Regions from separate parts of the Mus musculus genome. Here all the other regions are linked to region 2. Evidence: chromatin contacts called from public promoter capture Hi-C data. All regions are on one chromosome and are shown on one strand. Each heading gives the region's core, a stretch centred on a gene start, on an enhancer-like site or on the middle of the called end of the contact. The rest is flanking DNA. Distances are from core to core; before and after follow the strand shown. Region 1 holds the start of Itprid2 (ITPR interacting domain containing 2). Region 2 holds the start of Prkra (protein kinase, interferon inducible double stranded RNA dependent activator). Region 3 holds the start of 4930445N08Rik (RIKEN cDNA 4930445N08 gene). Region 4 holds the start of Ube2e3 (ubiquitin-conjugating enzyme E2E 3). Region 5 holds the start of Atp5g3 (ATP synthase, H+ transporting, mitochondrial F0 complex, subunit C3 (subunit 9)).

The links. Promoter capture Hi-C pulls out the DNA fragments that hold promoters and counts their contacts. Capture Hi-C pulls out chosen DNA fragments and counts their contacts.
Region 1: a promoter capture Hi-C map of pre-B cells shows a contact between it and region 2. The contact joins the promoter of Itprid2 here to the promoter of Prkra in region 2. A contact is called at or near these places in 3 of 39 promoter capture datasets (the 3T3-L1 cell line, liver and pre-B cells), 1 of 115 datasets of contacts at active chromatin or transcription factors (astrocytes) and 1 of 9 other capture datasets (liver).
Region 3: a promoter capture Hi-C map of liver shows a contact between it and region 2, with 6 times the contacts expected there. The contact joins the promoter of 4930445N08Rik here to the promoter of Prkra in region 2. A contact is called at or near these places in 3 of 39 promoter capture datasets (liver and pre-B cells), 1 of 484 Hi-C or Micro-C datasets (CD4 T cells) and 1 of 9 other capture datasets (liver).
Region 4: a contact with region 2 is called in a promoter capture Hi-C map of pre-B cells. The contact joins the promoter of Ube2e3 here to the promoter of Prkra in region 2. A contact is called at or near these places in 2 of 39 promoter capture datasets (liver and pre-B cells), 1 of 115 datasets of contacts at active chromatin or transcription factors (astrocytes) and 1 of 9 other capture datasets (adipose tissue).
Region 5: a promoter capture Hi-C map of adipose tissue shows a contact between it and region 2, with 3 times the contacts expected there. The contact joins the promoter of Atp5g3 here to the promoter of Prkra in region 2. A contact is called at or near these places in 1 of 39 promoter capture datasets (liver) and 2 of 9 other capture datasets (adipose tissue and liver).

What each region holds. Positions count from the first base shown.
Region 1 is chr2:79,631,990-79,637,646 of GRCm38.p6, forward strand. Itprid2 (ITPR interacting domain containing 2) reads left to right here and starts at 3,436. Exons shown (of 18, transcript NM_080558.4): 1 at 3,436-3,755; 2 at 4,044-4,089. The coding sequence starts at 3,551. It overlaps Gm46751 (a long non-coding RNA gene), which reads right to left and starts at 3,073. Exons shown (of 2, transcript XR_001783386.2): 1 at 2,993-3,073.
Region 2 is chr2:76,643,970-76,649,367 of GRCm38.p6, forward strand. It overlaps Prkra (protein kinase, interferon inducible double stranded RNA dependent activator), which reads right to left and starts at 4,058. Exons shown (of 8, transcript NM_011871.3): 1 at 3,823-4,058; 2 at 3,156-3,325. The coding sequence starts at 3,887.
Region 3 is chr2:74,575,017-74,580,362 of GRCm38.p6, forward strand. 4930445N08Rik (RIKEN cDNA 4930445N08 gene) reads left to right here and starts at 4,028. Exons shown (of 2, transcript NR_166470.1): 1 at 4,028-4,108. It overlaps Lnpk (lunapark, ER junction formation factor), which reads right to left and starts at 3,932. Exons shown (of 13, transcript NM_027133.3): 1 at 3,803-3,932.
Region 4 is chr2:78,865,595-78,870,480 of GRCm38.p6, forward strand. Ube2e3 (ubiquitin-conjugating enzyme E2E 3) reads left to right here and starts at 3,453. Exons shown (of 6, transcript NM_009454.2): 1 at 3,453-3,811; 2 at 4,863-4,886.
Region 5 is chr2:73,907,509-73,912,576 of GRCm38.p6, forward strand. It overlaps Atp5g3 (ATP synthase, H+ transporting, mitochondrial F0 complex, subunit C3 (subunit 9)), which reads right to left and starts at 3,818. Exons shown (of 5, transcript NM_175015.3): 1 at 3,744-3,818; 2 at 3,447-3,552; 3 at 2,356-2,433; 4 at 1,676-1,869; 5 at 939-1,199. The coding sequence starts at 3,485. The coding sequence ends at 1,085.

The DNA of each region.
Region 1 (5,657 bases), core at 2,186-4,685, 3.0 Mb after region 2:
CTAAGTAGCTTTCAGCAGAGTTTATTTATTATACTTGTTTTATAAGTAAATCATGGGGTGTTTCTGTAGAGTTTATTGATTCATATTGATTGATATTTTTCTTAAATTCTATTTCATTCTATTTGGAAAATATCCCCCCCTGCTATCATGGGAAATGCTAATAGATGTAAAGGGGCCCACAAGGTTTCCTTCTGAAATGAATTTAAGAATCATTGGGCTAAGTACAAGTAAGTCATGTTTGCTTAGCATAAACCTTGAAGATGTCTTATTTGTACAATAAATTTTATACCAATCTCACATAAAATATATTTTGAGAAATTTCCAAACATCTAATGTCAGGATAGATATTGAATAGAAGTGGACAATATAGCAATACAATATGTGGTATTATCCCAAAAAAGGGTAAAAATTATTTGATATAACTACAATTCTGCCATTCAGATCAGACTTTTAATACAAATTTGATTTACATAAATATAACTGAAATATTTGATTTACATAAATATAACTGAAATATATTTATAATTTATAAATATAACTGAAACAGTTTCTTAACTAGAACCAAAAGGCCTCAATTGAACTACAGTCAAAGTAGATCTTATTTTCTAATTTTGAGGCCTATGTTAAAGTTAGAATTTTTATATTATATATCACTTATTATTGAAGCTTTTCCACCTGAAATTTTGTTATTTAATCAGAGTATGTTTTCTGTTCTCCCCTGAATTCATTAAGCTTTTAAGGAACATTTACATAAAAATGGAAATAGAAGAAGCTATTCATTAGTATTAGAATATTCCTCCATATGAAATCGACTTATTTTTGTGTTTTTCAACATAATAACTGCAATGGCCCTAATAAATACCTACTTCAGTTTTTAAAACCCTTGCAGTAACTTGGTAAGGTAGTTATGATTGCAGTTTCACATACGAAGAAAATGATATCCAGAGAGATCAGTTATGTGTAAAAATAGAAGGAAAACATTCAACTTTAGTCTGATACCAAAAGCCTTCCTCTTTCCACTCTACCTTGTTAGGTTAAATTGTCCATTAATATAACTATATTTCTCTTCTTCATAAGCATCAACAAATGAGACAATATTCTTAATTCAGAGTTTATAGTTGCTATACTCTAATTATACTTTCTGGGCTTACTTCCCTTTTTCTTTGACTGTGATTGAATGACCTATAAATTAGAAGCCATACTTCATTACTGCCTTTCCCCAGAATTCTTTGTTCTCTAAAAGTACAAGCAAAGCTAATTAAAAAAAAATAAGCATTGGAGAAAAAACGCAAAGCAGACAAAACCCGAGTTTGTCTCATTTAAAGAAGAACAATAGCAACGGACATCTTGCCTCAAGAGTAGGCAGTATTCTATGTAGACTCAGCATTGTATTGTGGATACATGAAAGATATGAAAATATGGTCCATAATCTCTCATGTTTACAAAGTGGCTGGTAAACTAAACATATTGTCTGGATCTGATCATATTATTTACTGCTTAATCCATTCCCCTCAATGAACAGCGTGTACATTCTGTTGTACATCAAGGAACTGTAAATAGGATGTGATCATGACTGGGGGAGCCACAGAGTGAAGACATCCCGGATCAGCTGGTTCATGCAGGCAGTAGACAGAACAGGAATGATTTAAAAAGCAAGGACAGAGAACCAGCCACAGCACATGGATGTGTCAGAGTGGAAGTTGGAGACAGCAAATGGATGGGACAGAATCCAACAGGGCCCTGGATAAAACTACTGGAGCCAGTGTCCTCTACAGCCTTTGACCAACCACACCAACACTTCTTTAGGCACTTTCTTTTCATCTGTCTCATATTCCACAGGCAGCTGCATTGGAAGGATATGAAAGAGGTACCTTCATCCTTAATATAGAGCTCCTGAAAGTCTAAGACATATTAATAACTAAATGATCCCTTACCAGTGAAAGGTCAAGTCACTGAGTTGCTGGTACCATCCTTGTAGCTCCCCTTACAGTTCACTGTAAGTGCAGGAGGGCCATGATAATGCTGGGATGGCTCCGGGAAGCCAGCTTGGATTTTGGAATTGGTCTTGGGGATATTGATAAACCATCAGGAGTTGTTGTTTCTATCAATGATTAATGATATATTGGGAACTATCAAACATATGGACCATGCTAGAAAGAAGTAAGGACCAAAGACAGGAAGGTCCCTGTGCTACTTTAAAGATGAATAGATTATGTGCAAAGGCCTGCACAAGAAACTAGGTTCCATCTCATCTCAAGGACACTACATTCTGTGTTCCAAAAACTATTTCCTTCATTTATGAATGCACACTTAACTTGGACTTTTATGAACTGCAAATATCTATTTCAAGTGGAAAATTTCTTCCTTAAAATATTATTTATGTAAAAATGTCCTTTTTAGTCAAGAAAAAGCATAAAAATAGACCAAAGCAAAAAACTATTCTCACTTTGCTTGCAGAGTTCAATAAAATGTTGGAAGCTTTCTATATTGTCTGTAGATGGTTTAGGACATTCACTGTTTGATATGTAACACTTTGTCTCAATCTGGATAGAATTTTAATCTTTTTTTCCTCATAGGAAATACAAGTATGATAAAGGGGACGGAGGAAGCTGGGATTTAAGAATTGTTTCAGAAGCTTGGCATGACCTGCTTCTTGTTACATCTTCTAAGTCCCAAATCCAAGCAGTTAGCTTTCTTTATACTCCCAGGTCGCTTTCTTCACTTCCTTTTTTTTTTTTTTTTGTCTGCAGCTTCAATGTGACATACCCACTTTTTTCTCACTGGATTTTCATACCTCACATAACCAGGACACACAGGTTTCTCAAAATGTGCGAGCAACACCAAGGTAAGCTTTGACAAGCTGACAGTACAATCTCACGTCTCTTTCATCCTTGCCCAATCCTGTAGGCATCCTACACTGATTAAGTCTCAGCAGCCCAGTCACTTGTTTGCACGCGGGGGCGTTTTATGAGACTTGGCCTTGGCACTTTACCTCTATTTCTGGACGAGAGAGGAGTTGAGAGAAGGAAAAGCTGTAAAGCAAACAAACAAACAAATCTGGCTCTTTCCTGAGGCCACCGCGAAGGGGCGGTTCGGCTCCTAGCCCGTCAGGACGTGCCCCGCCCCAACTCTCGTCCTCACCTCCCGGCAAGACCGCCACCGGAAGAGGGCGTGGCCTCCGTCGTGGGCGTGGCGCACAGCTGCGAGAGGCTGGACTGTGCATTAGCGGGGGCGTGGCTAGAAAGGGGGCAGGGCGGGGTCTTAGAGTAGGCGGGACCGGGCCGGGCGGGCGCTCGGCGCCTACCCGGCTTGCCGGAGCCACTCGCGCTCCTGCGCCCCGCCAGGCCGGGTTCACGTGAAGCGCCGGCCCTCCGCCCCTCCCTCCCTTCCTTCCCTCCCCCCCTCCCTGTCCCCTCCTCCTGCGGCGCCCGCTCTGGCTCCCCCGGGCCCCCTGCCCGGCTGGGCGCTGACAGCAGCGGCGGGGGTCCCCGCAGCCGCCGCTGTGTCCCGCGCAGGCTCGGGCTGGGCCCGCGGAGCCCCCGGCGCGGCCATGAACCGACCCCTGTCGGCGGAGGCGGAGGAGGAACTGGAGTGGCAAGTGGCGAGTCGCAGGAGGAAGGCCTGGGCCAAGTGCCGCAGCTCCTGGCAGGCGTCGGAGACCGAGGATCTGTCCACAGAGACGACGACGCAGGACGAGGACGAGGACGACGAGGAGGACCTCCCAGGCACGAAGCTGCCGGCACCCGCGGGGCGAGGTCGGTGCGCGGGACAGGGACGTGCGATCAGGGAGGTGGCGTGCTCCGTGCCACCGGGCGCGGGGACCGGACGCCCCCGAACTTTAAATGCGCGCGTGACCCGCGCTTCAGCTCCAGCATGTGCACCTGGCTGCCGGCTGGCTCCCCTGGGTCGGGCGCCGGGAAGGCTCTCGGAGGCTACGGGTTGCCAGGGCAGATTCTCCTGCAAGGGAGTGTCAGGATGGCACAGCCTCTGAGTACTTATGTTTGGGGTCTTTAACGAGCTGTCCCTTCGCTCTACTCCCGCAGGAAACGTGCCCAACGAGAAGATCGCGATATGGCTCAAAGACTGCCGGTAAGTAAAGCGGGGGTTGCCTGGGGGAGAAGCGAGGGGGTTCGACTTCGTCTCTGGGTCCCGTGGTCACTGTAAGCTAGGAACCGGAAAGTGAGCCGGCCGATAGCTTCCTTCTAGAAGCGATTAGAACTGGAAGTGCTGTGGCCGCTGATTATTTGGTGACCGAGTTGACGACTTCAGCAGTCCGGGCATGATGTCAGCAGCAGATCAGAAACTAAAACAGGTCACAGTGATGCTACTTTGGCTGGTCGTGCTTTCTCTTGAAATAATTTTGATGTTTCACAGAACCTTTTATTTTTCTTTATTTTGGCATCTGCATATCTGGCATAGAATCATTTTCCTTTCAAACGTGTTATAGACGAGTTTAATTTACTTAGCTACACTAACTGGGGTTTAATTTGTGTTGTGTGCCTTAGGTCTCTCTGGGGACCTATTAAAACTAGCCAACTTGCTCCTTGGAGTTTAAGTCCTGGGACAGGGTTTTGTCAGATGGCATTGGAATTCGCAGAAGGAAATGGAGCTTTGAAGGCATTCATACTTTATGAGTCTGTTTAGTTACATACTTTGGCAACCTGCACAAAAATGTTTGATAAAATACAGAGGAGATGGGTTTTATTACAAGTAAATTTGACTAAAGTAAAATGTGTTTTACTTCTATTTTTTCCCCCAGTTTATTTGCTCTTTGAAAAACCTTGTGTGTGAAGACTATAACTTTTAAACTTTGGTTGGCATTTGCTTCTGGGCATATTATTGTTTTCGCAAATTATGTTTATCCTAGGGATTATTTGGTTGTTGGTTTTTTTTTTTTTTTCTGTTTCTTTTTGAAAGCTACTCACATATGGAATTATTTTTTTTTTTTTTCCCTGTAAAGACCAATAGCTGTCTCTGTCTTAGTTCATAACTGGAGCCATACTGATTGTTAGCTGCAGAATTTTACTTAGGCATCATAGACTCGTCTGAAATATTATGGGATGTATAGGCATTCCTTTTAAAGATGCACAGAGGCAAATACATTGCTTCAAGACATCTTTAGGTTAACCATCAGCCTCTTTTAACCCCTTGATTTTCAGATGACAAGAATATGGCCTTTACAAAGCACAGTACTATACTGTGTGCCAGGGGCTCGCCATCAAACAGTGTTAGATTAGAAGGCTGAGATTTTTAAATGTACATCTTCAGAACTTTCTAGGAGAGAACTTACAAAGCAGCATCTCTGACGTTTCCACATCAAGGAGGGAACGGAGTAGTCTGTCCTTGCGTTTATTCAGGACTTTAAAGTTTACATCTTGGTCTCATTTAAAATCCACTCCTTAATATGTTATTGGCTTACACTGAAAACAGGTCTTAAAATTTCTAGCGTTTTTATCTCAAGGGGATAGTCGAAGGATTTTTCTTTTTCAAATGTAAGAACAAGAGAAAAATCACATTTCAAAAATGATATATAGGAATTGAGATTGTAGAAGAAATCATATCAAGGAGATGGAAAATAAAAACAGTTTTTAGATAAATGAAGTAGTCTAATGCTAACACTGACCAGGACTCAGGACTGGTCCAGAAAATTCCAGAAG
Region 2 (5,398 bases), core at 2,808-5,307:
ATCTACTAAAACAGACACTTGGAATATGCCACAAGGCTAAACAGAATCTCTTGTTCTCTAGGACTGGGAGCCAAATGTCTGTTAACAGATAGCTGAAATACAAAGGGCATATTATAACAAACCTCAGGTCAGGCTGTAAGGAGGCAACAGGATCAGCATGTGTGGCTATGTAATCACACCTATTCAGAAGGCTGAGGCAGGAGGATTGAGACTTAGGGGCTCCTTGAGCCACCACCAAACACTGTGTCCAAATGAACAAACAAAAAGCAGCTTAGCTCCTTTTAGAGAGATTCAGGAAGTTTTCACGGAGGAAGGGGAACTATATGGACTACTAGAAGACAAGTCAAGTGAGGAGGAGCCAAAGAACATCGAGGGCAGAGGAGCACCTACAAACGGTTCTGGGAGACACAGCACACAGTGTTCTCAAGGCCCCAAGGAGCTGAAAATGAATAAAGCCTGTGAGCTTGATGAAAGGGATTCTGGGATGCAGGGGTGCAGGAAGAAGGGATAGCAAAGCGTATTATACATCTGTCCTTTGCAAACCTTTGTGTGTAAAGAATTGCCAGGGAAGGTTTTCTTTTCAGAGCATATACTCTAATCTCATCATCTGGAAAAGGCTGGGTGCTCTGCATTCCTACCAAGTGTCTGTGTGGTACTGAGGCTCCTTGCTGACATTGTTAAGAAGTTTGTAAATCATGCTAGCAAGTTAGGGTTTGTTTTAAAAGTTTGTGAGATGGGGAGGTCACTAAATGGACTGTAAAGAAAGGAAAGGAAGAGAAGAGAAGAGAAGAGAAGAGAAGAGAAGAGAAGAGAAGAGAAGAGAAGAGAAGAGAAGAGAAAAAGAAGAGGGAGACAAGGTGGTGCATGCCTTTAATCCCAGCACTCGGGAGGCAGAGGCAGGTAGATTTCTGAGTTTGAGGTCAGCCTGGTCTACAAAGTGAGTTCCAGGACAGCCAGGGCTATACAGAGAAACCCTGTCTCAAAAAACAAAAACAAAAAAACAAACAAACAAAAGAGGGAGACAAATTTGAATGCTAGAAAAAGTGTTCGGAGTTAGGCAATGGTGGTACATACCTATAAGCGCAGAGTTTTGGAGGCTGAGGCAGGAGGAAAATAAAATAAAATAAAAATCAAGGTCAGCTTGGGCTACATAGTAAGTCTCTGATTCAAAAACACAACGAAAAACACTAGCTGTTGTGAAGAGAATGCACACCACAAGACTCCAAGTTGAAAGAGCAGTTACAAGATGGGAGGAACTTTAGTCCAAGAGAAAGATAACAATGGTCTAGACCAGAGGTTGTCAACCTGTGGGTTTTGATACCTCCCCTGACTCCAAGGATTAGGTATTTACACTATGGTTCATGCAAAATTATGAAGTAGCTACAAAATGGAGTATGTAATTTCGTAAGTTATTAAGTAGTAACAAAATAATTCTAGGGCTGGGGTCACCACAACATGAGGAACTGAATTAAAGGGTTATATCATTAGGAAGGTTGAGAACCACTACTGTTCTAGAGCACAGGTAGCAAGAGAAAGAGAGATGCTGACTCAACAGTTGTCCAGAAGACAGGGATTTATGGCAACATAGACACAAAGACAGGGGGAAAAGGGGACAGGACAGAGTCAGCAAGACAACCTCAAAATTCTATTGACCAACTGACTCTGGTGCCTCCCAGCGGGGGGAAAAGGAATGTAAGAAAGAAAAATGAGTTTAAATGAAAAGATGGTTGAGTTCAGGACAAGAGTCTGAGATGTCTTTCCCTAATATGCCCAAGCAAAGATGCCCAGAAAGCACACAGGCAGATATGTCTGTTCCTGGCTGAAGACAAAGATTTCAGAGTTACAGTCTTTTTGTTTGTTTGTTTTTTGTTTTGTTTTGTTTTTCAAGACAGGGTTTCTCTGTATAGCCCTGGCTGTCCTGGAACTCACTCTGTAGACCAGAACTGCCTTGAACTCAGAAATTCACCTGCCTCCAGAATTATAGTCTTTAGATAGTAGTTGAAGCGGGGAAGGCTGAGAAGTTACGACAGGAAGACAGGGCTGTATGAGAGGGATCTAAGGTAGAGCAGTTGAAATAGGTTGCTCATCTCTAACCCAAATGCACTAAAATGGAAAATGGCTTTTCTTCTTGAACATTTCTCCCAAATATTTGAAAAATGACCAGCTAAAGTAGCAACGCAACTCTAACCGTGTGTATTTCCATAAGGAAACTTCCAGTGCATACTTACAACCAATCTACCCCACACACAAACATTTAAAAAGCTTCAGGTTTTTTTTGAAGTTGCTCCAATAAATATAGGCAACCTCAGGTCCCCATATTTGAATATATGATATGCTCAGACTAGCAGACAGTGGAACTTTAGCTTTTTCTAATTTTTCTTTGTATATTTACAAATTAAACTATTTAACAATTTTTATGCTTTCAGCTAAATAGGTATGTAGGAAAATAATGTCCACGTTTACAAATGGCAACTCTGGTAACCATTTTCTCAGGCTTAGACTAAAAGAAGGCATTAATCTGAACTTTAAAACTTCATTGGTGTGTGACCTTGGGCATGTAGCTTATGAAAAGGTTTTTAAAGTTGCCACTTCATGAATAAAAAGAGGAAACAATTTTATACAAAATACTTATATAGTATTTAGAACTAGAAGCTACTGTGCGCTGCAGCTTGAAGGAATACAGTATGGGAGTCTTCTATGTTTCCCTGATTTTTCATGGACACACACTCAAGCGTGGTAGGTACCAAGAATCCGAAGTTCCAGATGTGTCCATAAAAAGGGAAACTCGGAAAATTCTGACGGCGTGGCTACTAGCCTCTGCGCTGGTAACTTTGTAACTTTGAAAGGCGATAGCACCCACGGACTTGGCTATCGGAGCTCCAAGAATATTTCCAGTTTTTAATTCTTAAGAGGAACTTTAGCCGGCTCCCCAGGTACTGGAAAGTGTGCAGGATGCTGGGAGTGTCTGAGCTTCCTTACATCTTAGCGAGACAGAACTAGGGAGCGAAACAAATGAAGTTGATCCTGGAGTCTCTTGTCTTCAGAGTACACTCCCACAGCCATCTTAATTAAAAGGGCGCTTTTCCTTACTGAAAAGCAACATAGAATCAGGGCCTCCAATCCACATGGTCATGGGGAATTAACTGCATACAGACCTGTGCAAGTTATGTCACCAACGGTTACTCTGAAGGTGAAAGTGGGCACGTGTACTTGCACATCGGATCTTTCACATTCATAAACTGGAATGTTCTTGGTCTTCATGCCGTACTCGTGCAATACCTGAATCGGTGTTTTCCCAGGCTTAGCTGTTATCATCTTGCCCAAACTGCAAAAACCAGAAAAAAACGTAGGCATTGCACGTCAAAGCTGAAAGGGAAGCAAAAGCATCCACTTCTCAGTTTTGACAGTCACAAATGGTGACAAAAAGGTTCTGCAGCTCCCCAGCGGCCAGGATCAGTGGCAAGGCCTGGGCGAGCACCTGTCCCCGGGTGCTGCAGCCCATGGAGGAGAGTGGAGAGGTCTGTACAGAGAACTTGAGAGCGGTGGGAGGGATGCTGAAAGAAATCGGGTGGGCTTGGACTAGGCAGCTAGACACCCGGGTCTGCGCCTCAACACTGATCAAGTCCTCCCGATCGGCTAGCTGCCTAGGGTCACTAGAGGGGCGGGGCGCGCAGCAGACCCCCAGGGCCCGGAGGGCGGGCCCAGCGCCACGCCGGGAGAGGGGGGAGCTTTACCCAGAATGCTGCCCGACAGCCGGCTCCCTGCCCCTGCCCCGCTGCCCACCCGTCTTGGGCCTTGAGGCCTCGACGGCCCGGCGCTGACCTGAAGGTCCCGCTGTCCTCGCGCTGCAGCGGCGGGGCCTCGGCACGATGCCTGCTATGGGACATGGCGAGAAGGGACGGCTGGCCACAGCAATCAAGAGAAGTGTGGATCTGGGTCCTCCCTCTCCACGTCGGCCAGTTCCCGAGAGGAGCGTGCCCGCGCTGCCGCTTGGACGCCCCTCGAATCGCTGCCTGCCTCCCTCCAGCTAAGGGACAGGAGGAGAAGGAAGGAGAGGCGGGGCCTCGGCGCGGAAGAGCCGGCCACACCCCCTCTCTGCCCAGCCTCTCTGCCCCGCCCCTCTCTGCCATGCTCAGCCCCTCGATGTTCTTGCTCCACTTTGCCACAGTGCTCAGCCCTTTCCCGTTCCTCGGGCTCCGCCCTCTCTGCCAAGTTTCTGTCCTTCCCAGCTACCGCCCGCTCTCTAGTTGGGTTCCCAGAGCTTCTCAGAGCCCGGCCCCGCCCCTCCTGCGACCTGGCTCCGCCCTCTCTGCCAGTCCGGGCTCTTCCCAGCCTCTGCAGGCGCCTCCCCCCACCCCCCGTTCCGCTTCCAAAGCTTCTGAGCGCCCGGCCCCGCCCCTCACCCTTCTAGGCCCCGCCTCCATTGCATGTCCCGGCTCTTCCCGGCTCCTGCCTGCACCCCGCTTCGGTTCCCCGAGTTTCCCCTCCCGCCTTTAGTGGTGCAGAGAGCCTCAGTCCTTTGTCCTTAAAGGGAGGTGGCTTCCTTCTCAGCGAGAAAGCTAGTAGTAGGCTACGAGCCTAGCATGTTTGAGGAGCAAGGAAAAAAGATTAAGGGTTGGACTACTTTAAGAAAGATTTAAAAATTCGAATGGTAAATTACTAAGAAAATTGTGGATCTTGGCCCCGAAACTTGAGACCCGAGAGCGTCAGCTAAGGGGCAGCCAGTGGCTTTAAGAGCCCTGGATCCCTGGGCCCGCTGCTGTCTGGCGGGCCCGCTGCTGTCTGGCGGACTCTTGTGACCTGCTTAGGATAGTGGTTTTCATTCTTCCTAATGCTGTGACCCTTTAATTCAGTTCCTCATGTCGTGGTGACAACCCCTTCTCCCCCTCGCCAACTATAATATTATTTCTTGCTACTTCATATCTGTAGTTTTGCTACTATAATGCAACCCCAGGGGACTTGCAACCCACAGGTTTAGAACCTCTGCTTTGGGAACATGTGGGATCCCCAAAGAGATGCTGGAGGTGGAGTGCATAGCAAGGATATTTAGACCAGTTTCCAGGATTGCTCTTCCGGTTGACCTGTGCAATGGAGAGTGATGACGTTAACCTGGAACGCTCCACCTACAGAGTATGTTGTGGGTGTGTTAGCGCTTCAGAGCGTCTTAGAATTTGTGAACTATTTGCACAATGGCTCCTGTGTTTACTTAATGCTCTAGAATTGAATTCTAGAAATATTCTTACTGAGAGACTCCTAAAAGGTTTTTTTGTTTGCTTGTTTGTTTGTTTGTTTGTTTGTTTTTTAATGGAAGTTTTAGGTTGATGTACAAAAGTATTTGGTTCTGTGATGGAAATTTGTTTTGGTTGTATGAGAGCCCAAACACTTGGAAGCAAGGAAA
Region 3 (5,346 bases), core at 2,778-5,277, 2.1 Mb before region 2:
TCTGTCATTGCCACACTATTTTGAAACTGGCTTTTGATATCTGACAGTGTTTCATGCACAACTAGATTGCGTATTTCCATCTCTAAAAGAAGTGTATCCTTCCAAGCTTGTAACAATCATACCTTGAGACCAAATTCTGTTTGGGCTGGATTTTTTGAGACAGGGTTTTCCTATATAGTCTAGCCTACCCTCAACTACTTTTCTGCCTCAGCCTCTGAGTACTGACTGGTATTACAAACGTGTACCATCATGTCCCACCTGGCTTAGACTGACCTTTTACTGTCTGAAATTAATAACAACATCAGTTACACACTTGGCACAAGATCTCTAAGAAGCCCTAAAACAAGTGATTCCCAAGAATTTTATCATTTAGATACTGTCCCCCTCCACTTCACAAATTAAGACCCTGAAGCTACAGAAGTAATATGCTAAGCCCCAAAGATACTAGGCAGCAAAGTCAGACACATTATTTTAGTTTTTTTTTTTTTTTAATGCAGCCAATCATTCCAAACAGCATGAAGTCAGAAATGAAGAGTACTTATATAGCATAGGCTGGAATATAGCTCTATAGGCTAGAATGTCTATGTATACAATATAAACAGCTGGGGATGCTGGTCAGAGGTAGAGCATTTGTCTAGTACATGTAGATCCCGGAGCTCAATTCTCAGCACCATAAAACAGAAAAATAAAAACAAAGTTAAATAAAATATGTGAGAGTTCCTTGAACCTTCTCAAATAGTAGGTAAGCAAAGCTACTAAAATAGAAAATGAGTTATAAACAAGAGACAGTGTTTATGGCAATGAATGCATCAGGTAGCCCAATCCCTACCAGATTAAATCTGAGTGCTTACATTTGCATTTGAGAAAAGCTAAATGGCTTGCTAAATTCCTAGGGTTTCCGTTAGAACTTTTAGATCAACTAGCCTAAAATAGTCTTTACTGCATATTATTTTTTAAATGAGCATATGAAATATGCTCGTAATTCATAATGAATACCTATTTTATGTCAGTTATTTATTTGGAAAATGTTTTGCTGTTAAAAAACAATGATTTAGCCTCCAGGCTCCCTGAAGCAAGAAGTTGTGCTTTTACATTTACCCTCTGAGATATAAGTCATAGTCATTAAATCCATGCTCTCATAAGCATAGCAACAATCGATTCTTACTGCTTCAGAAATTTTTCTATCACATTCTAGTAGTATTAAAGCTGATTTACTATAATGTACATATGATAGTATTTTTTAACAGATGTAAAACACAGGAAGATTGGCTATTTTCTATAGTACTGAGTTCATTTCTCAATCACACCCATTGCTGCTGTCCTTTCCTTTACTCCAATTCTGACTGACCATCACTTACTGTAAAAAAAAAAAAAAAAAAGGAGCCAAAACATTAAATATCCCTGTTTCTCAATTTCCTTATTTGCAAAAGACAGATAGAATCCTCTAGGGTGTTGAAAGGCTTAACTCTGTCCTGACTTACCCTAGTACCTGATAACATAGTCATTACCCATAATTGTTTTTCTTGATGTACTTATTGCCATTTTCTAATCCATCTCACTTTCTTGACTCTAGCATTTCCTTCTGAAGCATAAATCACTCCCTTCCTCAGGCAGCTTGTCCCCAAACAAGTGCAGTCTCTTTCCAGCTCTGATATCACAATGGGACTTAGCATGTATGACCTTAAGGGCTGAGTGCATCTAAATGTGGGGGGTTAAGATTTATTTTCATGTGTATGAGTATTGTGCTTGCATGTATGTGCACCATGTGTGTGCCTTGTGCCCAGGGAAGTCAGAAGTGGGTGTTAGAGTTACAGATGGCTGTGACCCACCATATGGGTCATCTGAGTGCCCCCAAGCTCTCCAGCCCTCTACCATACTGATGATGTTTTCCACTGTTATTCACACTCAGACCTAAGTGTTTTTCTTGAATTCTCAACTCACTTCAAATCACATTAAAACAATGGGATAAGGATTCAAAACATGGCTCAGCCATTTACCAGCTATATGATCTTAAACTTAGAGAGTTCTTAAACTCTGAGCTTTGGCTAATAAAGCAGTTAGAATATTTACATTCCTTGGAATTGTATAAATTTAGTGAACTTATTTATCACTTGGCACAGTATTTAGCACATAGTATTTAGGTAATTTTAGCCATTACTATTGCTGTTACCAAAACCACATGTAATATCTAAATGAAGCATGTGCCTAACATTCCATTAAATGAGTGCATATTTTAATTATTTCATAATTTAAAATCTGTAAGTATAAAATAAGTTTGTGTTTTTACTAAAAATATTTTTCTCATTTACCCTAGCATGGAAATAAATAAATGGAGTATTTTTCAAGCACTTCCCATTATAATAAACGTATAAGCCTTCATAGAAAACAACAAAAGAAATGGAGTTTTGTGGTTTTTAACCTTTGATTCCAAACTTAAATATAAACTAGTCACCTTTAACAGCATCTCCACATTATACTACACAATTTGGGTTTAAATGTGATTTGTTCGAAATCGCTTTCAAATGTCCAAATAGGCAACTCTGAAATATCTTACACCAGGTTTATTGCCCAAAAAAAAAAAAAAAAAAAATGGTAAGCACACTTCTAAAAGCACTTTTAATATGAGATGACCACCACAAAATAAATAAATATAAAAATTAAAAATAAAAAAGACTGACAGGGAGATTTCTATATGAACTCATACCTTTATTAGAGTCACCTATCCAAGCATTCTTCCAACATATAAACACCATAAACATTTATTAACATCATTACTATGGTGACCCCAATAGATGTCAAGGAACTTTTTAAAACTTCACTTTTAAATGAACCACTCTTGCTTAAGGTTCGTATTCGAAATCAACTTTGTTCTTCTAAGAAGGCACTATGGAGACCTTTGGGAACTAGGTATTAGCCCTGCCTGCCAGCTTGAACATATATATGCCTGTAACTAAATTTACTCACATCCATCACACCTCTAGACAATGTTGTCAACGCTAAGACTGAGGCCACAGAGACAGAAAACAATAGGCTCTAAGCACCACAAACCAGAAACCAAAAAGTAAGAACAGAACACTGAAAACTCAGTGAGTCGCAGGTGTTGCTTAAAACTGCACGCAGAAATAAATTCACCAATCCGAACTCTCCGTCCGCAAACACACCATCAAAGAATTAAACCTACTGATGCCCCTTGGAGTTGCTTTTCCCGGGTCGCTCCTGTCACCACGCACCTTCGTCCTACCCCACCCCTCAGACTGGTCGCTGTCCCTCCAATAAGTAAGGACAATGGTTGTGGAGCAGCTCCTCTAAGTCGCTCACAATCCACGCCCACACGCGGACGGAGCAGCATGACACTGACAGTTTTCAGACCTTCCCGTCGTGCCAGCTCAGGTGGACGCGGAGGTGATCGGGGCTCTCAGGGTGGATATTTCAGCTAGGGATGTGCTCTCTGGGACCTTCTGACACTTCTTAACACAGGGGGGGCCCAAGGGCTCGGGCTCTAAACAGCCACTGCGCGGAATCCCTGAGAACATACCCGGAAAGAACACCGGCCTCAGGGGAGGCAGAGCCGGGTCTCGTGCGCTCCGGAGCCGCTCGGGCCGCTGTTCAGGGCGATCCACGAGAGAAGGCGGCAACAGTGTACGGAGGGCAGCAGCCCCGCGGCGTGTTCCCCAGCCGCCACCAAGCTCTAGGCCACTTGGCAGGGGCGGAGGCACCCGGGCCGGCGCGCCGAGGAACCCGGAGACTGGTTCCCGCTGTCCGGAGCGCCTCCGTCTACGCGGCCCTCCCTTCACAGTCCTACCTGAGAAAAGCGGGCGCCGCTCGGCCTGGGCGTCCACTCGGGGAAGCCTGGGTCGCCACCGCGTAGAGCCTCTGGAGCAGGCAGCAGCACCTACAGATAGAGCGCTGGGCCCGGCCAATGCCTTCCCATCAAACCCCGCGCTCCTGCCGCCAGCCAATGGGCGCTGCAGCCGGCGCGCGCCGCTCCCCCATCACGTGATCCGGCCGGCCCAGCCGTTGGTGCCTCAGAGCGGCGGGTGTGGCAGGAGGATTTAGGCTGAGTATCCTCCGCGCTAGTGTAGGCTGTCGGTCCTCGGGGCACCACAGGGTAGGGCGGTTCCGACTGACTCTTACTAGTTCTGCCTCCTTTTCTCATGAACAACTCCCACGCCCCAGTCTCGCCAAGAAAAGAAACTGATCCTGATTGTCCCAGACCTTCTGAGCGAGAGAAGAGTGGGGAGGACAAAGGGGAGGGACGTTGAAGGTCGAGACCTGTGTGTCTGGAAAAGAGAGGGTACCTGAGATCCCAGATCAGCTGTCATCCAGAAGGCAGCAAAAAAGTTTACATTGCATAGCTCAGAAGCCATCCCAGCCAAGCAAGTGGAGAGAGACAGACAGACATCATACATAACACCTCCTGGCCATACCCCATGAGGGCTTTAGGCTTGTTTCTGTTGCTCTTGGACGTCAAAAAGGGTCCTTTCATGACTACGCGCTTATCTCACCAGCATGAGAAGAACTTGAAATGATAAGGATGGTCTTTTCAAGCTAAGGGGTAGCAACAAAGGCTGAGCTTTCCAAAATTACACTCTTAACAATCTCCAAAACCTCTGAATAACTGGGGCCCCTTAAACAGTAGTGCTGTATTTCCCTAAGAATTGAAAACGACCTAAAGAAGGCTGTATTCCAGTCAACTGCAAGTATCAATAACAAAACTTCAATGGGAGGGGTGGGGGCGCTCCATAGGCAAAATTAGGAGGGAAACTTCAACAAAAGCTTTTATGTTCTGTGTTCAATCACTTTTACGGGTTTTTCTTCTTTAGTTAAGGAAGAAAATGTTTCTGATTTTCAAAGTGCAATAGATATAATAATATGCTATGTTTACACTGACAACACCAGCAGAGAAGAAGGCATAGACATAGTATCTACTTTGTAAGATAATCCCCTAAATTCTAAGATCTTCAGTTACAGCTTTGTAAACTTAAAAGAATAGGAGAGAGCTAAACTTTAGTGTGCCATGTATCGCCTCACCAATGTGGAAGAAAGTAAACAGACATTTCACCAGTTTTTATTTGGAAAATTAGCCATTTTATTTCCCAGCCTTGGTAGTTTCTAAGAACATAAAACTCGTGCTGCCTCTTGTCTCAGATCTTTCCTAAAGGGAACAGGAAAGTTTTGTTTGTTTTTGTTGTTGTTGTTGTGTTTTGTTTTGTTTTTGACTCTTGCTAATACTTGTCCTAGGGTTTTTCATTGAGCTATCAGGGAGTTTAAAAATAAAACAGGACAGAGAGAAGAGAGCTAGCTAGAGGCAAAGATTCTAAAAGATCTAATCCTGAAAAAAAAGTT
Region 4 (4,886 bases), core at 2,203-4,702, 2.2 Mb after region 2:
AAAGCACTGAGATCCATGGGAAGGCCTCAGGAAAAGCACCTCCTAAGCTAAGGAGATGGGATGTGAGAGTCTTGCCTGTTCTCACAATTAAACATACTTGCATTGAGTGGCAATGTTGATGGGAGAGGGGATGGTTTCAGTAATGGTCATAGCCATTGCACTTGGATTGATTCCGTGTCTTTGCTCTTCTATCTGATCCTCTTAGGGCTGTGAGAGGCTGGCAGGACCCCATACTAATGAGAAAGTGAGTGAGAGAGTGAGAGAGAGGGGAGGTGGGGAGGGAGAGAGACAGAGACACACAAGGAAAGCGACAGAAGGAAGTTGGGATGGAGGGGATGTCAATCATCATGTAGCTGATGTCTGCTTCTTGGTACTACTTTGTGGGCATCTTGTAGGGGAACTGCTATGTATTTTAGGGGATAATGTGTATTACTTTGAACTTATATATCACCGGAAGTGGTTATTCATCATGATGATCTCTAATTTCAAACATGGACATTGCAAAAACAAATAGAAAAAGTACAAAGTAGGGTGCCTTGTGAGGAAGGACTTTCTCGAGACAGGGTTTCTCTGTGTAGCCCTGGCTGTCCTGGAATTCACTCTGTAGACCAGGCTGGCCTCGAACTCAGAAATCTGCCTGCCTTTGCCTCCCAAGTGCTGGGATTAAAGGTGTGCGCCACCACACCTGGCTCTTACCCAAACCAACAGTTCATAATTTAAGAGTTGCTCCTAGTCAACACACAACAAAGTGTGTTCCAGGACAGCCAGGGCTATACAGAGAAACCCTATCTCAAAAACCCAAAAAAAAAAAAAAAAAAAAAAAAAAAGAGTTGCTCCTGGGTCAGGGAGGTAACATCATGGTACTTTGAAGGACAGCTAGAAAAAGCACCTGACCAGCCCCGTTAGTAAACTGAATGGGTGTGTGTGTGTGTGTGTGTGTGTGTGTGTGTGTCTGAGTACTTAGTCTTGTAGTGGCAGAGGCTTCTTTCTCTAACCTTACAGATCCTTTCAATGGTCTTCCTAGCTTAACGACATGGAAAGTACTACCTGTTACATGCCTAGTAAGTTCTTTTTCTTGCTTTCCCTTTGCCCTGTGTTAGGGATCAAATCCAGGCCCATGAGCATGTGGGCAAACACTTTTTTATTGAGCTATATATCCCCAAATGGTTTTCAGATATTTTACCAAGAACGTTTTCTTTATTGTATATACTTTCTCCAGGCCTACAGATCCCTCCAGGCTCAGTCTAATATAACTTGTCTTGGTTCAAGCCCATCACCACAACTCTGAGCTGCATTAATAACTCAGTTGTTTAACTTTAAAGAAACTTTTATTACATAAAGGTTGTCACATATTTGGACACCTCTCTAGGTCCTGTGGACCTAGCACAGGACACCTCTCTACTTTGTACACAGTTGCTCTCACTCTCCAATCTCATTTTCTTTCTCCTGTAATACAGTATTTCTTAGTCTTTATCTATTTGCTTTCTGACCAACTACACACTGAGCAGAACAAGTGCATTCCCAACTGCTTAAGAATTTGGTAGTTCCCAAATACTCCATCGATCTGGGCTCCATGAAACCAAACTCGCCAAAGATTCATGGACTTTTTGTTAACAATTAGCCTTTGGGCCTTCAGGCTATTTCTAGGGTATTGAATTTCCCTGAGCCTCTCACCTTTTAACACACAGCCAAGCTGCATCCACAACAATGCCCAGACTCAACACTGGCTGCCTGCTACTCAAGCAGTGTCTGTTACTTAATGTAAAGTTACTTAAGAGTGTTACTTAATGTAAAGTTGGGAGATGTCTGATTCAGACCCTGCCCATCTGCTCCCTTTCATTCTGTCAAATCGAAGTGTTGGGGGATTGATCCACAAACAGACCATTATCCCTCTTCACACATGACTCTGTTCAAACTGGAACACCCTTCTCCCCATCCAGGTGAATGTCAATAATGGGGTCTCTTTCCAGTCACTTGGCAGAGCTCTTGTCGGGGAGGGAGTAAGGAGACGGCTCTGGACACACGAAGCAGTTTATGTGCTTAGCATATACCAGGATATAGCTCGCTTGTGTAAGTTCACTGAATCTGTATCTTTGAAACGTTACAGATGTGACTTATTTATAGTTTCGAGTATTTTTTTTTTCTTTTTTTTACCAAAGCTCTTCTATTTGGAGGAAAAATAGTATGTTGGCTCACTTCTTTTCATTTTCCTTTCTCTTGAGCATTGGCTCATGTCTTATGGCTCCGCCATTCTAGTTTCTTCTGTGAACTCCTCCTCCCAGGACCCCTGGCCCTGAACACTCTTGAGAGAGGAATGCACAAATTCCTTCGAGGTTCCATCACTGGAACATGGTCTCAGGAGCGGCAAACAGGAAGTTTCTGGACTTCTGTCTATTTTGTGCTTGGGGCAAAACTGGACTCCACTTGGAAGATTCCGCAAAAAGCAAGGCAGGAGTAAACCAGCAACCTTCCTGATTCCTATCTAAAACTTTTAATGAGGACAGTGTCATATAGAGTCAGTCCCTCCATGGCTTCTCTATCCAGAAGTGGTCTCTCTCTCTCTCTCTCTCTCTCTCTCTCTCTCTCTCTCTCTCTCTCTCTCTCTCTCTCTCTCTCTCTCTCTCTCGCAAAGCAGAGCCCGCCGCCAGACACATCGGGTTATTGCCCCTAAACTTCCTCACTCCACTTTTTACATCTTGAGCGGGACATTTAAAACACAGTTTGGGATTTTGTAAGTTTCCAAAGCGTCCAGAGGGCAGTCCCCTTTTGGCAGCGCCATTGCAGGACGGGAGCCAGAGATTAGCCGAGGTAGGTCCCCTGGTCTCAAAATCCTATTCACCTCGCTCAGAAGCCCAGGACTCTACCTTGCTACTTCCTTCAGCTCAGAGGGGCCAGAAGCAGCTTTCCTTTGCCTGCGTGCCTGGCCTCCTCAATAACACCATTCATCGCCTGCCTCTCGGGGCACCGGGGAAGCCCCAGTCACGCGCCAGGGTTCTCGCTCAGGTACGGGATTCCCGGGGTAACCGCCGGCCCCTAACCTCAGGGGCGGGTAGTCCACTGGGCAGCGTCGGCCCGGAGGCGGGCTCAGGCCGGAAGCCACCCGCGGCCCCGCGAGACCGCGCCCCCGCCCCCGCCTCCTCGTCCTCCTCTTCCAGTACGAGCTCGGCGGCCAAGGGCGCAGGGGCCAGCCCGCCGGTCCCCGCCGCGCTCTTTGTCCCGGCCGCGCGCGGGCGGACGCGTGCGCATCTGCCCCCCCGCCCCCCAGCTCCCCAACCTCCGCCACCCCCCGCCCGCCACCCCCCACCCGGCGGAAAAAAAAAAAAAAAGAAGGCGCAGCGGGAGCGCGCTCGCGCGGGGGCGCGCGGGAGCCGCTCGCGCCCCCTCCGCCAGGCAAGCAGCGAGCACGCGCGCCGCCGCGCCCGCCCCTCCCCCGCCCGCCCGCTCGCTCGGAACTTGCTGACTGCGCGACCGGGAGGAGCCGAGCCGAGCCGAGCCGAGCGCAGCGGCGGGAGGCTGAGCGCGCGGGGGGCTCCCGCGTCCCTGCGCCTTCGCCTTCGGCCGGCAGAGCGCCCACCCCACCGTGGCTCCCGGAGCGCGGGGCGGCGCCACCCTCCGGCCGCAGCGCGGCACTGCACGGCCGCCTGCGACTTTCGATGTTCCACACTCCCGGGCCGGAGCCTCGGCGGCGGCTTCTTTTCCCGCCCCCCCGGTGCCCCCCCCAGGCTGCCTCCATTTCCTCAAGGAAGGTTCCTCGGCGCTCTCCCTCCCCCACAGCGTAGCGGCGCACGAGCGGGCCGGGCGGGCGGCCGAGGTAAGGCGGCGGGGCCGGGGCCCGCGTGGGGGGCGGCGGGGGCGGGGGCGGCAGCTTTGTTCGCGCCGGGCGCCGCGCTCCTCAGTCCGCCGCGCTAGTCAGTCAGCGGCGCGGGGCGGCGGGTCCCGCATCCCCCGGCGGGCGGGCGCAGTGGCGCGGTCCCCTGCGCGGCCCTCCCCACAAAGGACCGCGGAGCTGCGTGGCCCAGTGCTCGCCCCGGGGCGGGCCGCGCCAATTTGTTGCACTTCTGGGGGTGGGGGGTGGGGGAGGGCTTTTGTTTGTTTGTTTGTTTTGCCCTCGGGGTTTTGGCCGCTTTGCGGATTTTTTTTTTTTTTTTTAAAATAACAAAATGTCGGTCGGTGAGGGAGGAATTGAGCGGGGAACGTCGATGGCACCGGGAGCTTTGCAGAAGGTGCAGTTTGGAGCCTGCCCTTCCCCGGGTGGCAGCTCGGGCTCGGCCCGGTGAATCCTCGCCGCCGGCCGTGGGGACGGCTGTGGGGCGGCTGCCAGTTGATTTTTTTTTTTTTTTTAAATTCGAGTGCTGTGTTCAAAGGCTTTCGGTGCGCACGGGAGGACCCCGTCACCGTAAATAAGCATATGGGCGACTAACGGGGTATGTTTTTCCTCTGGGAAGGAGGATTTGATCGCTCAGACCGGTGTCAGCCTGTAAATATTTAGACGGTATTAGTGACTTCTGAACATTCTCGGCGAGATCTGTTATTTACAGTTGTCATATGTTATTAATGCCCGTTGCCCAAGTTCCCTGGCAAATCTGTTTCATGCCTTCTGAGAAAGTAGACAATTGATAGATTGTCCAAGGGATGGGAAAAAAATGTGAGTGGGTTTTCCAACTTGCATTTTGGTAAATCCCTCAACGCCTGCATTATAAATTATGATACGTATCAGATTCCCTGTAACGTGCTGCACCCTAAGTACAGGGACTTTCGAATCCTTTTCAATAAAATACTCTCAAAGGTGCTTATTGAGAAGTGCATGCTGCTATTTTTTTTTAAAGATCTAATGTTTCTCCATGGGTCTCTTCTCTCCTTAGAAGTTTTCCCAGAGATAAGTTCAC
Region 5 (5,068 bases), core at 2,568-5,067, 2.7 Mb before region 2:
GCCCTAGCTGTCCTAGAACTCACTTTGTAGACCAGGCTGGCCTCGAGCTCAGAAATCCGCTTGCCTCTGCCTCCCAAGTGCTGGGATTAAAGGCGTGGGCCACCATGCCCCGCTGTCTGTGATCACATGATAAAACTCATTTATCTGCTAATTTGTGCATTTGTGTGCCAGCCTACCTTTCACCTGTAGCTCACACTGTTTCCTGGCAATGTTTCATGTGCCAGTGCTCTTCTGTTTTTAAGTCTGCAGTTGAGCCACTCACTAGGTGGTCCTCTTGCTACTCAAGGTTTAGCATAAGGTGGAGACAAGCAGTGTTCTCAAGTGATCTCTTCCCTGGAAAATGACTCCCAGCCCTTCCAAACATCTCTGTATGCTTACTCATAACAGTAGGAAACTCACCTACTGGTTTTCTTTCTTTTTTTTCTTATTTTTGGTTTTCGAGACAGGGTTTCTCTATGTAGCCCTGGCTGTCCTGGAACTCACTGTGTAGACTTTGTAGACCAGGCTGGCCTCGAACTCAGAAATCCGCCTGCCTCTGCTTCCCAAGTGCTGGGATTAAAGGCGTGCGCCACCATGCCTGGTTTATGGTAACCATGTAATGAGATGGTTTTGTGCATTTATAACCTTGTTCAAGCACCAATCACCCAAAATGAAACTCCACAACTAACAGTCAGTCACCCACAGTTCCATGCTCCTAGAGTTCCCAATAACTTCTAATTGGCCTAGTCTCTACAAAGTTACCTATTTTATACAAACAAAATCACACTATGGGTCTTTTGCTTGGTCTACTTCACTAAGTGTTTTTCAATGTTTCATATTCATCACTTTTTCAAAACCAGGGTAACTGCTGTACCTTCCTCTGACTTGGACAACCACCTACCTCAACAGATCATCTTTATGATGATCCACACTTATATAAGTACAAATCACAGCAAGAATTAAAGTTTTCATCTTTAATGAAATGACTGTGGAAATAACATATATTTCCATGACACCAGTACTACAGTCTTCGGAGTCACAGCAAGATACACAGAATTACATCCGTAATTACTATGAATGCCAACATTTCAGGCAGTAATTTCTGTTACATGGCAAACAAGATCAAGAACGCAACCATCAAACAAAAGAGACCCATAGCTTCAGACAAGGCAAATCCCAGGATAGCATATGAGAACAGCTGCTGCTTCAGTGAAGGGTTTCTAAAAGAGACACAACACAGATGACTGTTACTGTGAAGCAACGTTGATGTCAGCACATTGGGTAAATGGTAGAGTCAGATATCTAGTATGGGGATCTTTGCAAGTCTCATGGGGGTGCTATCTCCTATACCACTTTGCTTTTGTCTCTCAGAGTATTTTACCCACTCCTAATCATGTGGCATAAAGTCAGGGAGCTATCTTCGTATGCAAATATAAATCCTCAGTTTACACCACCTTGAGGGGTCCTGACATTTGTGATCTCCTTGACTCTCCTGACTGGTTGGAGTTATAGGCGTGTTCCCTAGCCCCTAGCTCTATCCTCACTTATTTAAGTGACCAGTGCACACACAGCTCAGAATATAATGCAAGACACAGCAGACACTTCATTCAAAAGGGCTACCATTATTTCATCATTTCCCTCTTTCCACGTCTACTTTCCCACTGAGTCTTCACCTTACTCTGACAGACATGATTACCTGGCATAACCAATGATAAGACTGCCAAAGACTGTTCCAATACCAGCACCAGAACCAGCAACTCCTACTGTTGCAGCACCTGCACCAATGAATTTGGCAGCAGTATCAATGTCTCTGCTGATTACACTGGTCTGAAACTCCCTTCGGATCAGCTGACACACACCATTCTGGGCCCCATTAAAAACTGTAGAGCCCTGGGAAGAGGAAATAAGGCAAAGGTCAATTCAGTAATCACATTGATTTTAACTACTATAGTGCCAAAACCAGTAACTTCTTTATACTATAGCTTGGTATGAATAAATAATTGTATGGCTCAAGGAAAAAGAAAACCAAGAGCTTGATATAATTCTTATCTCGTATAAGATAGTTAACAAGACCTATACCTCTTAGGATTTTTAAAAGTATAAAACAGAATAATGAATATGCTTTTCAACAAAGCAGGCTTTTTTGGATAACCGTGGCTATTTTAAACACAGATAACTCAAAACTATAAATACAGCCTAAAATATTTATTTGCTAATTCAGAAGGTTGTGCTGGCCAAAAGTTCCTCTCAGTGGCTCACCTTCTATGTATTATTTAATAAAACTGGAAAGAAACCACCCATTAATACACCCCTTCATGATAACAACTCTGTAAGACTTATTGACAGTGTTTCCTAATTTCTGTTATTAATACTCACCTCTCCAGTCCTAGTCTCTGGCCGAGATAACACTGATGCAGAAATTGGTCTATATGCAACTCTGGATCCAGCTCGGATCTATTAATGGAAGGAAAAGAAAGAATTTCAAGTACTAAAGAGTACACATTAGTCTTCAGTGACCTCTTGTGCAACTTTAAACTCTAAAGGAGAAAGCAGAAGAGAACGAACAGATTTATTATCTCTGCAATTAGCATGGCCTTTGGTCATTGTGCATACACAAAGCCAACCTAAAATTTTATGCTAATGAACCATGGAATGTTCTATTTAATCTATCTGTAAACAAAAATCCTAAGACCAATTAGTTACCAAGTGACTGAGTGTTGTGGAAGTTTCAGTAACTGTAGTGCTGTAAATTCAAGTAAGTTATGTGGGCTCATAAGGGTGTCGCTATGATTTTGATCATTTACAACAGTCCAGCAGCTAATGAAGCTCCTACAATTTTCAAAGGATTCCTAAATACCCACTAATTCTAAATTTACTATAGAGTTAAGCATTTTGATGTCAGCTTAACAGCCGTTGCAATACTCTCACTATAAGGACATCTGGCAGTCTGGCTTCTCTGCCCTTGAGTGTCCACGGACACTAAGGTCACAGAAAATCCCTCCAGAACCAGGACCCGATTCTCTAGCACAAATCTTTTAGATTCAGACTTCACTTAAAGCCTCCAAAAAAGCAAGCTTCGGGGCTCCCCAACACCTTTCTCCGCCCACACAAGGAAGCAAAGTCCCTCCCTCTGCAGCGGCGAGTTTGACCTACAGACGCGCACGGGAAACGCTGTGCAGGCAACTAGGCCTCAGCTGCCCCTTCCTGACTTCTCAGCACCCCGACCTTCGCGTCGACCCCAACTCCATAGGGACCGGGCGGTGGGGGAGGGGCGCGCTCCACGAGCAAGGAGGCTGTGACCTACGCCCAGAAGGCCTGTCAGCTAGGCCTCGGGGGGGACACATGGCCGGGAACTGTCTGCGGGCCCCAGGGTTGGGAGGGAGGGAGGGAGGAGAGGACATCGGGGCAAGGGTGAAGGAGAGCCGGTCCCTCGGCGTGAATGCTGGGCCGAGGCCCGGGTTACGCACCAGAGCGGGGGTGCGGGCGAGCTTGGCGCAGGCGAACATCTTTCTTCCTGGCGGCGCGGCGTGGATCTAGGTGACAGGCGACGTGGGCTCCTCTCCCGCTTCCTCTCTGCGGAGCGAAAAGAGGCTTAAGGTCAAGTGTCCCCCCCAGGGGCCTGTCCTTGCCACCCCGGCCCCGAGGGGCCCCGCGCAGGCGGTCAGCGTGGCCGCGTGCCCGGGAAGCGCAAGCCCGGTGGACAGGGCCGGGAGACCCGCTCCGCCCCGGCCCGGGCCCCGCGCCCTCCGTTTACCTTCGCTTACCTCCCGAGGCGGCGGCAGTGGCGGCGGCAGAGGTCGAAGCAGTGGGGCTGGGCGCGCAAGCGCGGTGCGGCTCTTATCCGCGCCGCAGCACCCGGATGGAGAAGGCGGGGGAAGACGCTCAAGGTCACTTTGTAACAACTTTATTGGTAACTCTCAGAGGAGGACAATGACAGGCCCCCTCCGTGACCGGCTGGCGGCCAGTGAAATGAAAAGCACACTGAAGACGACTCTTGGCTTTGTTAGTGTTACTAACGGTGCAGATAATTTTTAGTTGTTGTCGCTATCGCAGACTGAGCCTCGCTCCTTGCACGTGCCAGGCAGGGGTTCTCCCAGGGAGCTACAAGCCGACCCTGATTTGGCTTTTATTTCAAACAGGGTGAGTTGCTCAGGCAGGCCTTGAGCTCAGTATGTAAGTTAGGGAGAACCTTGATCGTCCACTTTCACCCTTCCAAGTAGTTAGCTTCTTCATAACCAACTCCAGCGGGATTATTTCTTTGTAAGACTCTAAAACAGGGTTTTTTGTTTGTTTGTTTGTTTGCTTTTGTTTAAGACGACAAATCTTTTCTCAGAAGACCTACCTAGAAGTCCTGGGAAGAACAAATGACGGTTCAAGAGCTTTGCAACTCTGTAGACTAGGCTAGCCTTCAACTCACAGAAATCCTCCTGCCTCTGTTTTCCAAGTGCTGACATTAAAGCCATGTACCACTGTGTTCTGCTGCCTTCCACCATTATAACTGGGAGAATTAAGAGATAATAATGTATCATCATTTCGGACTAAAAAAGTGCCTGAATAGTTTTCAAAATCTATTCAGCACCCAGTTCTGATAACTTTGAACAAACCAGATGGATGCAGAAATGTCTCAGATAAATGGCTGTAGTTCAACGTCTGGTCTTCTTATTGATTTTTTTAAAATAGTTTTTTTGAGATAATATAATCTCATAGGTTCTCCCCTGTTTTAGGGTTTTAATGCTGTGAAGAGACACCACGACTACCGCAACTCTTAGAAACAAACAAACAAACATTTAATTGGGGCTGGCTTACAGTTTCAGAGGTTTAGTCCATTTTCAGCATGGCAGGAAGCATGGCAGTGTTCAGGCAGACACGGTGCTGGAGACAGAGCTGAGAATAGCTGAAGGAAGAAGGCAGGCAGCCAGAAGAGACCACTGTTAGCCATTATGCTTGCCTTATGCTTCTGAAACCTCAAAGCCTGCACCCCCCCCCCCCCCAGTTACACACTTCCTCCAACAAGGCCACACCTCCTAACGGTGCCATTCCCTATGGACCCGTGGGGGCCAATTTTTTATTCAAACACCACTCCCTCCCA